Regions from separate parts of the Sus scrofa genome. Here all the other regions are linked to region 2. Evidence: chromatin contacts called from public HiChIP or PLAC-seq data. All regions are on one chromosome and are shown on one strand. The core of a region is the stretch at or near the end of the contact, and the rest is flanking DNA. Distances in the headings are between cores, read along the strand shown. Region 1 overlaps NRF1 (nuclear respiratory factor 1). Region 2 has its middle 27 kb from the start of ZC3HC1. Region 3 overlaps NRF1 (nuclear respiratory factor 1).

Region 1 (4,117 bases), core at 1,541-4,040, 260 kb after region 2:
GCCACACACACACTGGAGACCATGATAAGAGTTGCCTTTGTTTAGATGGAAATTCAATCTGAAATTGGATGCTCTGCATTCACCTAAAATATATTTTCCTGGCACTTTCCTTACTTATGTCACAGGTTTCTCCTTTGCTGCCCTACACCATCAACTTATTTTAACAAGCCTTACCTCCTAGGCCCCTAGGTGAGAAGCTTTATCACCGTTTGGGAACACTAGAGTATAGCTATACATTAGAGTGCTACAAGCAGTAGGGAGAGGCTGGTCTGGGCAGAGTCAGAAAACTGCTGGACGCCTCTGTAGTGAGCCAATCTGATAGCAGGGTCTTTGTAGTCTAGCTCAGAGCAGTGTCTCAGTTTCCACATTTAGACCCCTTCAACAATTCTCAGATCCATTTGCTGGCTTTACAACGGAAAAGATTTTTTTTTTTCTAATCAATTCTACTTTCGAAAACCCCATTTAGGCTCTGAAAATCTCTAAATTGGGGCCTTTCTAATAATGAAGATTTGGTATAATTATAATGTCACAGGCAATTGTGCTGACAAAGCAAAACCAATATGTCTCCTTGCTGGGCCTTTGCTCTCAGTCTGACCAACGGGAGGAGAAAAGAGGCTTTGTCAGGAGCAGATGTGCAGTGGGAGGCCCCAGGAAAGCAGATCTGTTGAATGAAGCAGGTGCCCCTTCAACATTCACTTTACTGCCTCCAACCACAACCTCCCTTTCATTTGATATCCTGCTCTTGGCAGGAGGATGGGGAAAGAGCATCACACAAAAAGGAAGCATGTTTATCCTGTTCAGATTACTGCTCTGCTGGGCTGCTGCTGCTGCTGGGTTCTGCACATTTGCTCTTTATTAAGCAAATGGTAGAGCTGGGAAGTGAATCCCTGTATTTACACAGGTAATCTGAGAGCCAGAGGGCCCCAAACTATACTGGCGGCGATGTGCAAGCTATTAGAGTTAATAACAGCGTGCTGACATTCCTTCAAAATCCTAATGGAAGCATAAATAAAAAAAGCAAAGTCCCCCTTACCCAAGAACCTTAAAAACTTTATTCTGTAAGAATTTTTCCAGTTATGATATTCTGGTTCTTGCGTGAACAGTGATTAATCCCTTTTTTACATGTTCAATTAAAACTACTTTTTCATCCACATATTGAAAAGAAATGACTCCAATTAAACTTGTCCAATTATGATTCTGGATTTAGTATGCAAAAAAAAAAAAAAAAAAAATCCCTTTACAGAATATTACCTGCAATGACAGGCACCAAGATTCTGTCTTGGTTACAGGGAGCTGGAATCATCTAAGACCAGAATCTGTCTTTCGAATACAAAGACTCAGAAAGATCTGGGGACCTAAAGGGAAGGAGAATGAGATAACGAAACATGTAACTTGGCCTTGAGGACACTGGGGATGGACAGACCATGGTCAGTGGTGTCTATCTGCCTGATGGCAGGCACCTTCTTATAAATCTCTGACCTGAAGCCCTGACCTGAGTCCTAATGCCCAGAACATCCCTGGCTCATCAAGTTTACCCAAGCTGAGACCCCGACAGTCAGACCAACCTGGGTTTGCTTGCGTGCTAACTTCCTCTGGGGCCCTGAGGAGTCAACTCTGCAGGCATTCAGCTTTCAACATGGGAAGCATCTTAAAAGCATCTGAAGGCCATGGCCATGGCTCAGATGAATGCTAAGAATAGAGACCAATGCATAGTGGTCATTTTCATTGTAAAGGACCTCTTTTTCTCCACAGGGCCTAGATTAACAAGTCCTGGTAAACAATGAGGAATGCCTGAGACTCCGCAAGGACAAACATGAATCTAAACATTACAATGCCACTTTTGAGAGGCAGTCCTGCTCCTTCTGAAGGTATCCACAGGTCAGTATCTGTGCAGGAGACAAAGGCACCAAAGAACCCCAATAACTAGAAACTCCTCCAGCTATGGGAGCAACGTCTGGTGAGTGACAGAAAAGGCCTGCTAACTTTGGAGAACTGAATCTCAGTTTTGTCTGCCCCAGCATGCCTGAGGGACACAATATGTGTCTATCGTTACAGAGGCTTTCTGAACGATTCTCAGTGTGAGTGTTTGATAAACACTGGTAGTCGAGGCAGCAGTAGTAGGAGTTAATAGCTATTATGTGCTCATGATGCTGCAGGCACTACAGAGAAGCGGACTAAGTATTCTCCGCTGCCCCTAAAATTCATGCTCTCAATATATCCCCCTGGGTGGGGGAGACTGGGGAGTCAGAAAAACTGCCACTTCCCTCTGAGAGCTATTCTGGAAGGCATTTTTAGACTTGAGGAGGTCATAATGAAGGGAGCAGGAAAAGTGGACAAGCTTCTATGCTATGAAAGGGCTGAGTGAGCAACATACACGGGGAGGAGAACTGTAACCCCCTTGGGGTTCCTGCATCGAGAGCCCCGTTACACATCTCCAGGTTCCCATCTCTCAGAAGCAGCCACATGAAATCTCAAATTCATCCAATGGTAATAGCTTCTTTCAGCCTGTAACCTACAAAGCTCTGGATATTTAATCCTTTGGGGGGGGGTCACCATAAATCTCTTATAGCACCTGACCTCAAGATCACTACAGCTAAGAGAAATTTGCACTTGTGAGGCCACCAAGTGGAAATGGGCAAGTGGCCTAGGTCATGAATAAAGGGACTAGGAAGTGGGTCTAGGTGTCACCACTGCCTCCTGTCTCAGGTTTTCCTGCTCAGGACTCTGCAGTGCACAAAAATAGGCCAGTTCTTCTTGTAACCCTCCTGCCCAGCTGTTTGCTGGCTGCGGATTACTGTAGTCATGTGGTAGTTTTTTTTTTAGCAAAGCCATGCTGTCTACGAGCTGAGAAGGTCACTGGGAAGGAAGGCTCATGAAGTATTTCTGTTGCCCTCCCCTGGGCAGAAGGGGCACAACTTGCCAGAAGACCACAGTATGTTTGCTACGGCCTCTAGGTCAGTGCTATCCAACAGAGCGCTCTGCAAGGATGGAGATGTTCTGGATGGGTTTGGTCCATTAGAAGCCACTAGCTACACGTGGCTATTTCAACTTAAATGTGAATAAATTAAAACTACGTAAAAAATTCAGTACCTCAGGCCACAAATGACTACTGAGCACTCGAACTGTGGCTAAGTGTGAATAACTGAATTTTTGTTTAATTTTAATTAAGTTGCATTTAAATTCAAAGAGCCACACATAGCTAGTAGCTACTGAATTGGACACACCTTTAGATCTTGAGTTTTGATGCCATTTACTTATTTGCTTCTGTTAAGATTCATCATGATGCTGTCTTCTAAAGTGAGCAAAATACAGCTATGATCATTCCTTAAAATAAGCCTGCAAAATAGTGAGCCTCACCAAATAACAGTTTAACCACAAAAACAGGAAAGTGATGATTTTCGCTGGTTTTATACCTTCTTGGTTGGGTGGAGTGGCAAGATGGAGTGAAGGGGGCAAAAGCAAGCCCATATAGGCAGGAGAAAGAGTCTTGGAGGTCTGGGTTTGGTTTCCAGTTTCATCATTTAGTAGCTGAGCGATCCCGGGCAAGTCCTAGCTTTAGCTGCCTCTGCAAAACAGGGCTCTAAGCGCTGCTCTACCCACCTTACTGGGGGAAGGCGGAAGAACACAGAGTGCTCACTTAGTCAGTGGCAAGGGGGTCACGCTGGCGGTGGTAGTAGTAGTAAGACTAGTGGTAAAAAAATGAAAAGGAAAGAATGACGAAAGAAAGGAAAAAGATGAAAGCGCTAAATAATTATGCTCAAGGCATACAGACGGCAGATATAGAGCAAAACAGAAACAGTTATTTTCCGTATGACATCTATGAACACGTTTCCCAGAATGAAAACTATTCATCTTAAAAGTTAGCTGACTTAAATAGGGAAAACCCTGTCTGCAAACACAGAGTTTCCCTGAGCAGCATCCTGTTCGAGCCTGCTCTGTGCCGCTGCCGAAGCTCCCCAGTCACCCCAGTTGCAGGCCCCATTCATGTACTCAGCTCTTACCCTGCTTCTTTCTGAACCATAGCTCAGATCTCTCCTTATCTTATCTGTTCCAAGATATAACCTTTCCAGGTCTCTAAGTATGTCCTATTCCGCCCCCATTTAAAAAAGACTTATGG
Region 2 (4,113 bases), core at 156-2,655:
TTCTTTGGGCCGCTCCCACGGCATATGGAGGTTCCCAGGCTAGGGGTCGAATCGGAGCTGTAGCCACTAGCCTACGCCACAGCCACAGCAACGCAGGATCCGAGCCGTGTCTGCAACTTACACCACAGCTCACGGCAACGCCGGATCGTTAACCCACTGAGCAAGGGCAAGGACCGAACCCGCAACCTCGTGGTTCCTAGTCGGATTCGTTAACCACTGCGCCACGACGGGAACTCCCTGATTTGATTCTTTATTTGAATTTTTTTTTCTTTTGACAGACCCTTTTAAAAAAGGAAATTGCCTAAGATTTCATTTTGCTATTTTACTATCCATAAAGCATTATAAGTCATCTTTCTAAGGAATTTTCCCACTTAGACATAGTGAGGCTAGATGGCTTAGGGGATACATATCATCTGCGTTAGTTGTCTCTAATGGCTCTCTTGCCAGCAAATAGGATTTCCAACACTTTCCTCTCTACCTCCCAGGTCAGAACCTTCTTTTGCAGTCTTGGTCTCAGACGTCAAGGCAGGTGGTTGTATCTTGAAGACCCCTGGCTGTTCAAGGCCATTCCAGCTTCCTAGTTTGGCCACTCCTACCAGTCTTCAGATTCTTGTTTTTACTATTTTTCTCCACTGAGGCCTCTAGAATTCTATGTTCTGTTTTAACAAAAGTTGCATTTCTCAAGTCCAAGTAGATTTTGTTTTCTCAGAGGTTAAGACTGAAGCTCGGAGTTCCTCTCGTGGTGCAGAGGAAATGAATCCGACTAGGAACTATGAGGTGGCGGGTTTGATCCCTGGCCTCACTCAGTTGGTTAAGGATCCAGCATTGTCATGAGCTGTGGTGTAGGTTGAAGACGAGGCTCTGATCCCACGTTGCTGTGGCTGTGGTGTAGGCTGGCAGCTACAGCTCCAATTAGACTCCTAGCCTAGGAACCTTCATATGCAGTGGGTGTGACCCTAAATAGACCAAAAAAAAAAAAAAAGACTGAAGCTCAGAGACATCTAATAATAAGCTCTGTCATACAGCTAGAATGTGACAGAGCCACGCCTAAATCCACGTTCCCCAGCCTTCTGTTCCTTCCATTATAACAGGGCTTGGGAATATCTTTCAGCGTGGTGAGTCTCTGATTTTCTTTTCCTGAGCACAAAGTTGAGATCTGCCTCTCACGGCAGAAAGAATACCCGTGTCCAGAATGAGTCCTTTGCCTCGCTTTTTTTAGATTTTAGCCAACATGAATAGCCTTAGCAGATGGAACATTCTCTTCGGGGGCTTTCCTCATTTACTTGTCAAACTCTTAGACCAGTTGTGGCTGCTTCGGAGCCAGCTTTTAAATCCCTTCCACCCTGTTCCATCTTAGGAACAGAAACAGCTGCATGTACAGAGCAAAAGAACAAACACTTCTTCCTCCTCAGTTTTCCTTGCTATTTTTAGTTTTACTCCTATTCTGAGTCTCCTTTGGCTTTGCATAGCCGTGATCTGGCTCGGGTGACCCATGGCCTTGGAAGTGAATGCTGTGCCTGAGCCCTTTAATCAGAGACCATGGTTCCATCTTCATCCCAGCCTCTCTTTTCTCATTGCTTCTTGGCTGAAGTGGCAGTGGTGGCGGTGATTACTGTCTTTCTGTCCACAGCGCCTCTCTGGTTGAATCAACTGTTGTGTAGCTAAAGCCAATTAGGAAGAGAAGGAATGGGAACATTGATGAAATTTCTCTGGGGGGCCTGGGGGACCGTGGTATATCCAAAGATTCAGACCAACTTAATATACTTTCCAGCTTTCTGTCCTCACTTCTGTCAGCTCCCTGTCCATATCCTAGGGTTAGATTTGGGGAAAAAATGGCTGTTTCCCATGCAAGTCACCAACAGCCCTCCAGAGGGTGGAAGTAAGAACATACAGTCTTAGACCTGGAAGGATTTACCTCCAAGACTCTCACTGTTCTCATGAGGAAGCCACGGTCACAGAGACAAAATCATTTTTTAGCCTCCATGTCCATTTCCTAGCCGGTCTCATCCAGCTCGACCAAACCTAAGGAGGAGAATGAAATGCCCACGAGAGTCAGTCTCTGGGTGGCAGAATGGGTTTCGAGCGCTTTTGAAGTGATAGTGAGGCAAATACTGCAGCTGGGGTCCACTCCTCAGGCCTGAGAGAGGAACAATCTAAACAGGAAAACCTCTGAAAATTGATTTTTTACTACGATGAAGAGCTGTCACTGCAAGTATGTACTAAGTGCTGCTTAGTGTTTTAAAAAGCACTTTTCTAAACACTGCCTCCCAAGCCTGTGCTGTCTGCCTCCTGAGCAGGAATCTAGCTCAAAACAGGGAACGTTACAGACACGAAGCTGTTAAAAGTTGAAAGTAACCTAAGCATCTAACAACTGGAGAGTGCTTAGCTACATAGAGTATAAATCAGTGGAATGTAATTCAAACTATTGAAATGATCATTGTAATGATTCTGTTGATACGGAAATTTGTTTGCGAGATATATATGAGAAACAATGCCAGAGCATATATCTTCACTGTGATTTGTATACCCATGACTAAAAGAAAACTTGAGAAAATGAAAAGTCAAAGTAAGACAAAAAGACCAAAAAAAAAAAGTCAAAGTATTAAATGGGGTTATATAATTTTCTTTGAATTTTTTGGCACACTACTGTTGGTACAATGAATTTTTTAAAAAAAATCATCTCCTTAATCTTTATAGTTCTATAACCAATAGTCTGTGGCCTTGCAAAGATTTCTGGTAAGCTTTATATTCCCTCCTTAACCCATATCTAAAAGTTTTTCTATTTTATTGTTTCTCCTATACTTTTTGTATGCATTTGATGTAAGGTAGGTGAAAAACAATAAAAGTAATTAATGTGCAGAATGGGAGAAAGTATTTGCAAATGATGCAACTGATGGGATTAGTTTCCAAAATATACAAACAGTTCACACAGCTCAGTATCAAAAAAACAATGAAAAAATGGGCATGGAGTTCCCTGTGGCTCAGTGGGTTAAGGATCCAGCATTGTCACTGAGTCACTGCTGTGGCTTGAGTTGCTGCTATGGAGAGGGTTCTAGGTTCCTGGCCCTAGAACTAATCCGTATGCCACGGGTGCAGCCAAAAAAAAAAAAAAAAAAAAAAAAAGGAATGGGCGGAAGATCTAAATGGACGTTCTCTAAAGAAGACATACAGATGGCCAAAAGGCACATGAAAAGATAGCCAGTATCACTAATTATCAGAGAAATGCAAATCAAAACTACAGTGAGGTATCACCTCACACCACGCAGAATGGCCATCATCAAAAAGTCTACAAGCAATAAATGCTGGAGAGGGTGTGGAGAAAAGGGGAGCCTCCTACACTGTTGATAGGAATGTACATTGGTGCTGCCACAATGGAGAACAGTGTGGACGTTGCTTAAAAAACTAAAAATAGAGCTACTATATAATCCTGCAGTCTGAGTCCTGGCCATATATCTGGAGAAAACCATAATTCAAAAAAAGATACATGCACCCCAACATTCATTGCAGCACTATTTACATTAGCCAAAACATGGAAGCAACCTAAATGTCCATCGACAGATGAATGGATAAAGAAGATATGAATATTACTCAGCCATAAAGAATAAAATAATGCCACTTGCAGCAACACGGATAGGTCTAGAGATTATCCTACTAAGTGAAGGCAGACAAAGACAAGTGTATAATATTGCTTATATATGGAATCTAACAAAACAGAAAGATACAAATGAACTTACATACAGAACAGAAAGACCCACAGATGTAGAAAACAAATTTATGGTTACCAAAGGGGGAAGTGGGGGAGAGGGAAATATTAGGAGTTTGGGATTAAGATTATACCCACTACTATGTATAAAATAGATAATCCACAAGGACCTACTTATAGCACAAGGAACCATACTCAATATTCTATAGTACTCATTATTTTGTAATAACCTGTAAGGGAAAGAATCTGAATATATTTATATATATATATGTATATATATATTATATACTGAATTACTTTGCAGTACACCTGAAACTAACACAACATTGTAAATAAACTATGACTTAAAGTAAGAAAAAAGGATTTCCTGCTGTGGTGCAGTGGGTTAAGCATCCAACTGCAGCAGCTCA
Region 3 (4,294 bases), core at 1,280-3,779, 290 kb after region 2:
GCGAGGCCAGGGATGGAACCTGCGTCCTCATGGATACTACTCAGATTCATTTCCCCTGAGCCATGACGGGAACTCCTAGTCTTTCTTCTTTCTAAAAACAAGTTTCGTCATCAGTGGACTTGACCAACTTAACAGCTCTCTCTTTTCATATTTTCGTAGTGATTCTTGCTAACCAGAAATAACGACATTTCTAAGTCTACAAAGTGATTAATACCTTTACTTCAAGTTTATTCAGTTTTTCCAAGCACCTTATAAAATTAAAACTGCCCCAAAGGGCAACAATGCAGAGATAAGTGTAAGCTCACAGACCCATCCTAAGTCTTTATAGTGATGGAGTAATGAATGGGAAAGTCTATAAATTAGAGAATATCAAACTTCTTTTGGGGGACACATTCAACACAATATTTGACACAAATATTTTTAGACTTTTTATAGCACAAGAAATAGGATAACAAAAACTAGGTGGCTGATTCAGAACAGAAAAGCAACAGGCAACTCAGGCCAGAGGAAGCCTCACCCTTTGCTTTTGCTCTTCTGTGCGGACATCGCTCCGAACATTTGCCCATGGGATATCTTCAGGCCACCAGATGGGCTTGCAGCTTTCTTTACCCCAGCCTGGTTTTCCTCGACCTGTGGAGTATTTCAGCATCTCTGGAATAAATGCCCGAAGCTGGGCCTAAAAAACAAGAGCATGGTCATCAGTAGTCACGAAAGACATCTGGGATATATTTGTGTCTCCCAACAAATTCTAAGGTTATAAAATAGAGAGTGTCCCTGGAGGCTATTGGAGAGTTCCAAAATGCAACACTGAGAACCAAATGTTTCCCATAGGTTATTGTAGCTCCATGAATGATGGAGAATTATACAAATGTTTGTAAAGTGCACCTTAAGCTGTGTTTCATACACCTGTTCCAGTAAGATCAAGAACATCTGCCTCCATGTTTGACTTCTGCCCCCTAAGATGCTTATTTCTCTTTTATCTTATTTTTTATTTTTTGGCTGCCCCATGGCAAATCGAGTTTACGGGCCAGGGATCAGATCCCAGCTATAGCTGCAACCTACGCCGTGGCTGCAGCAACGCCAAGTCCTTTAACCCACTGTGTTGGACTGGGGATCAAATATGCGTCCTGACGCTGTAGAGACACCACTGATCCCATTGCACTCTGATGGAAACTCTGCTTATTTCCCTTTTAGTATGTCCATACATTCAAGGTGTCAAACAAAGTCGACATGTTTTCAACACTGTGCTGGAGGAAGTAATCCGAATCATTAGATGAGAGAAATAAGAGATGAGAACAGATAAAATTTGTAGGTGATATGACTGTGGATCTGGAAATCTCCAGAGAATCAAATGAGAAACTACTATAAACAATAAGAGAATTTAGTAATGATGTGGTTATAAAATATATGGAAATAAATGGACTTTACTGAATAAAAAGGGAAAATAACCCTAAAACTCATCTTAAAAAGTTTCTAGTCCAATGTCTGACATACAGATATACATAATGAAGTATGTATTGATTTTAAACACATTATGGACTTCAAATTTTTTTAATATAAAAATTTTATTGAAGCACAGTTGGTTTTACAATATTGTATTAATTTCTGCTGTTTAGCAAAGTGATTCAGTTATACACACACGCACATTCTTTCACGGGTTCTTTTTCATGTGCTTCATCACAGGATACTGAATATAGTTCCTTGTGTTATATAATGGGACCTTGTGGTTTGTCCATCCCATATACAACCAGTTTGCATCTAATAACCCCTAAACTCCTAATCCATCCCTCCTAACAGAGGAATCTCTTGATTTCTATCCTAGCTGAAGATTTTCTCCCTGACATAAAGAAACAGACTGGAGATAGAGTAGGTTAGATGGGTGGGTCAGCTTACTGTGTCCTTGGGGTTGCAACCCAAGTCTTTGAGGAATTAAAAACAACTCTGGCTTCATTCAAATGTATTTTACAAATCAAATCCAGACCAAACAGATGCTAAACCACAGAGACAACTACCAATCTTCCTCCCTAGACCTACTTCTTTACTTTGAACCTGGTGGTCTATAGCTCCTCAGAGATAAGCAGCATCCTCCATCTAAGGACACACTCATATTGCATCTAGAGCCTAGGACCATAAGGAGAGGACAATTTTAGCAGGAGTCAGACCCAAGGACATGGGCCTATAGCTGTAAATTAGAGAAAGAAAAAGAGAGAAATGAGAATACTTAAGTATTAATGAGAGAATGAATACAGCAACATTGTATTGAAGAGACTATTTAAATATCAAATATTCTCATTTAAATATTATTTTACCAGAGGATAATGCCAATTAGTACATAATAGAGAATCATTAACCCAAAACAGTACTGTTCAGCTAATAAAGAAAGTTCAGTTAACAGTATTTACATCGTTAATTCCTGTGCCGAGCCTGCCATTTCACCTCTTTCTAAGTTCCCCATCTCCCAGACAGTCTCCTGCCTGCAGGATATGATATAATGCACTCACTCCATTATATATTTGGCTCTGCGGCATCAGGCAGCAGGCTAATAGAAATGTATCCATTTGCAAACCCAGGCTATCAGCTGGTTCATGAGGTCACTTCTTCAGTTATTTTAAGAAAGTGCATCTCAAAGTCATTTTCCCCTTTATCCTGGCTTCCTGCGAGCGTCTTTTTCTAGCCTCAGATAAACAGAGAAGGAAAAGGCTTATGTAATCCTCGCACACAATATTTACATTTTTCCTATATTAAAAAAAACAATGGCTTTCTCAGATGGATAAACAAAATAGACTCAATACCACAGACTTTTATAAGTCTCCCCTTTCTCTCAATCCCATTAACGGTCTTTGTATCCACACCTAACAAAGTGGGGAGATCATGAAATAAGAAGGCCAAATATCTCTAAATTAACAAAAAGCTAAAATTTTTTAAAGTCCTAAAAGATGTTTTATGTGCTAGAAATTTCTGGATGGGAAATGTTTCAAAACCCTAGGAAAAAGACAGTACAGGCTAACATGAGAAGCAGGAAAAAGAGAAGCAGCACAAAGAAAAGGTTACTTCCACAGGCAAAAACCCCATTCAGCTAAAAAACAGACCCAGTGAGAAATTAAGTTCCAATTCAGAGTCAGATCTTAGCTTTTTAAAGTACTAACTGTCAGCTGTATAAAATTTGCCCCATTTAGAGTTCCCTGGGGGCCTAGTGGTTAAGGATTTGGTGTTGTCACTGCTGTGGTTCTGGTTCAGTCCTGGCCCGGGAACTTGTGCATGCCATGGGTGCAGTCAAAAAAATTAATTAATTTAAAAAATAAAAATAAAATTTGCTCCTATATCAAAATAAGAGGCAAAAAGCACTTTCTATTATAAAAGTAAACTTTTCAAGTCTGTACAGATTGGGGATGAAGGACAATCTTTGCTTTTAAATGCATAGTGATAATATGACTTCACTGAAAGGCAATTTTCCACCAGACTATTTTCATACTGTCCCGAATAAACAGTGCCACGGCAAAAGGGAGATGAATAAGGTGAACGAGCTGTCCAGAACAGAAAGAGTTAAATCATTCCTTTCCAGAATTCAGCACTGTGCTCTCATTACCAGTTGGACTAATTACTGGTCCCGGAGAGTTTTGGAAACCCAAGCTACTCAATGTGCTTGTTAAGGGAGGTTTGTCTTTAATCCGCAGGGGAGACAATCAACAGGATCAGCAAAGGTAAAGCCCATCCTCTCCGGCTGGCCTCTAATTGGGCCACAACAAGCTTTCCCAGCTTCCCATTCAGAGTTAGGGCTCTAGATGGGCTTCCAGTGCCCAGCGTGGTCAGCAAGGCCACCTCAACCTAGTAGAGAGTAGGAGATACCACTCTTTCCAGGGCACATTCAGCAAGAAAAAAAGATATCAAATTTATGCCAGTGGCAATCAAAAGTAAAGATTATGTGGAAACCACAGACGGTTTTGTTTTTTTTTTTAAAAAGACTTTTTCTAAAACTCTAAAAATTTTAATCCAGCCACAATGAAACAATATTTCTTCCTATGCTAGAAACTTCCCACTTGTAAACTTAGTTACTTCTTTGCTGTCCAAACAAGGCATAATCCTATATTCTTAAATACCCTTCTCCTCTTATTCTTTCCCTCTCTGCTCTGCAAGTACTCAAGATGAAGGATTTTGAAGCTCCTGATGTCCATTTAGGTTCAGTTACCAAGAAAAGGCGTTTCAAACCAAAACGTTGGCCAAGTCCACCTCTGAAGAGGTCAGAGAATACATAACAAATTTAAAGAAAAGGCAGTTGAAATCAAATCACACTGAA

What was found. HiChIP or PLAC-seq counts read pairs in DNA pulled down with a chosen protein or histone mark.
Region 1: a contact with region 2 is called in an H3K27ac HiChIP or PLAC-seq map of skeletal muscle. The contact joins two enhancer-like sites. A contact is called at or near these places in 3 of 47 Hi-C or Micro-C datasets (epiblast stem cells, heart right ventricle and skeletal muscle) and 1 of 2 datasets of contacts at active chromatin or transcription factors (skeletal muscle).
Region 3: a contact with region 2 is called in an H3K27ac HiChIP or PLAC-seq map of skeletal muscle, with 5 times the contacts expected there. The contact joins two enhancer-like sites. A contact is called at or near these places in 1 of 47 Hi-C or Micro-C datasets (blood) and 1 of 2 datasets of contacts at active chromatin or transcription factors (skeletal muscle).

Annotation. Positions count from the first base shown.
Region 1 is chr18:19,023,336-19,027,452 of Sscrofa11.1, forward strand. All of the region lies in intron 10 of NRF1 (nuclear respiratory factor 1), which reads right to left. Among named protein-coding and RNA genes, the nearest start is that of MIR182, 39 kb to the left of the region's middle. Within about 2 kb of position 2,791, at least 2 of the 83 cell types and tissues checked have an H3K27ac peak or open chromatin away from gene starts, as enhancers often do. A contact at or near this core is called in skeletal muscle, where this site is marked.
Region 2 is chr18:18,765,321-18,769,433 of Sscrofa11.1, forward strand. No RefSeq gene overlaps it. Among named protein-coding and RNA genes, the nearest start is that of ZC3HC1, 27 kb to the left of the region's middle. Within about 2 kb of position 1,406, at least 2 of the 83 cell types and tissues checked have an H3K27ac peak or open chromatin away from gene starts, as enhancers often do. A contact at or near this core is called in skeletal muscle, where this site is marked.
Region 3 is chr18:19,052,967-19,057,260 of Sscrofa11.1, forward strand. It overlaps NRF1 (nuclear respiratory factor 1), which reads right to left. Exons shown (of 11, transcript XM_021078993.1): 6 at 518-676. Among named protein-coding and RNA genes, the nearest start is that of MIR182, 68 kb to the left of the region's middle. Within about 2 kb of position 2,530, at least 2 of the 83 cell types and tissues checked have an H3K27ac peak or open chromatin away from gene starts, as enhancers often do. A contact at or near this core is called in skeletal muscle, where this site is marked.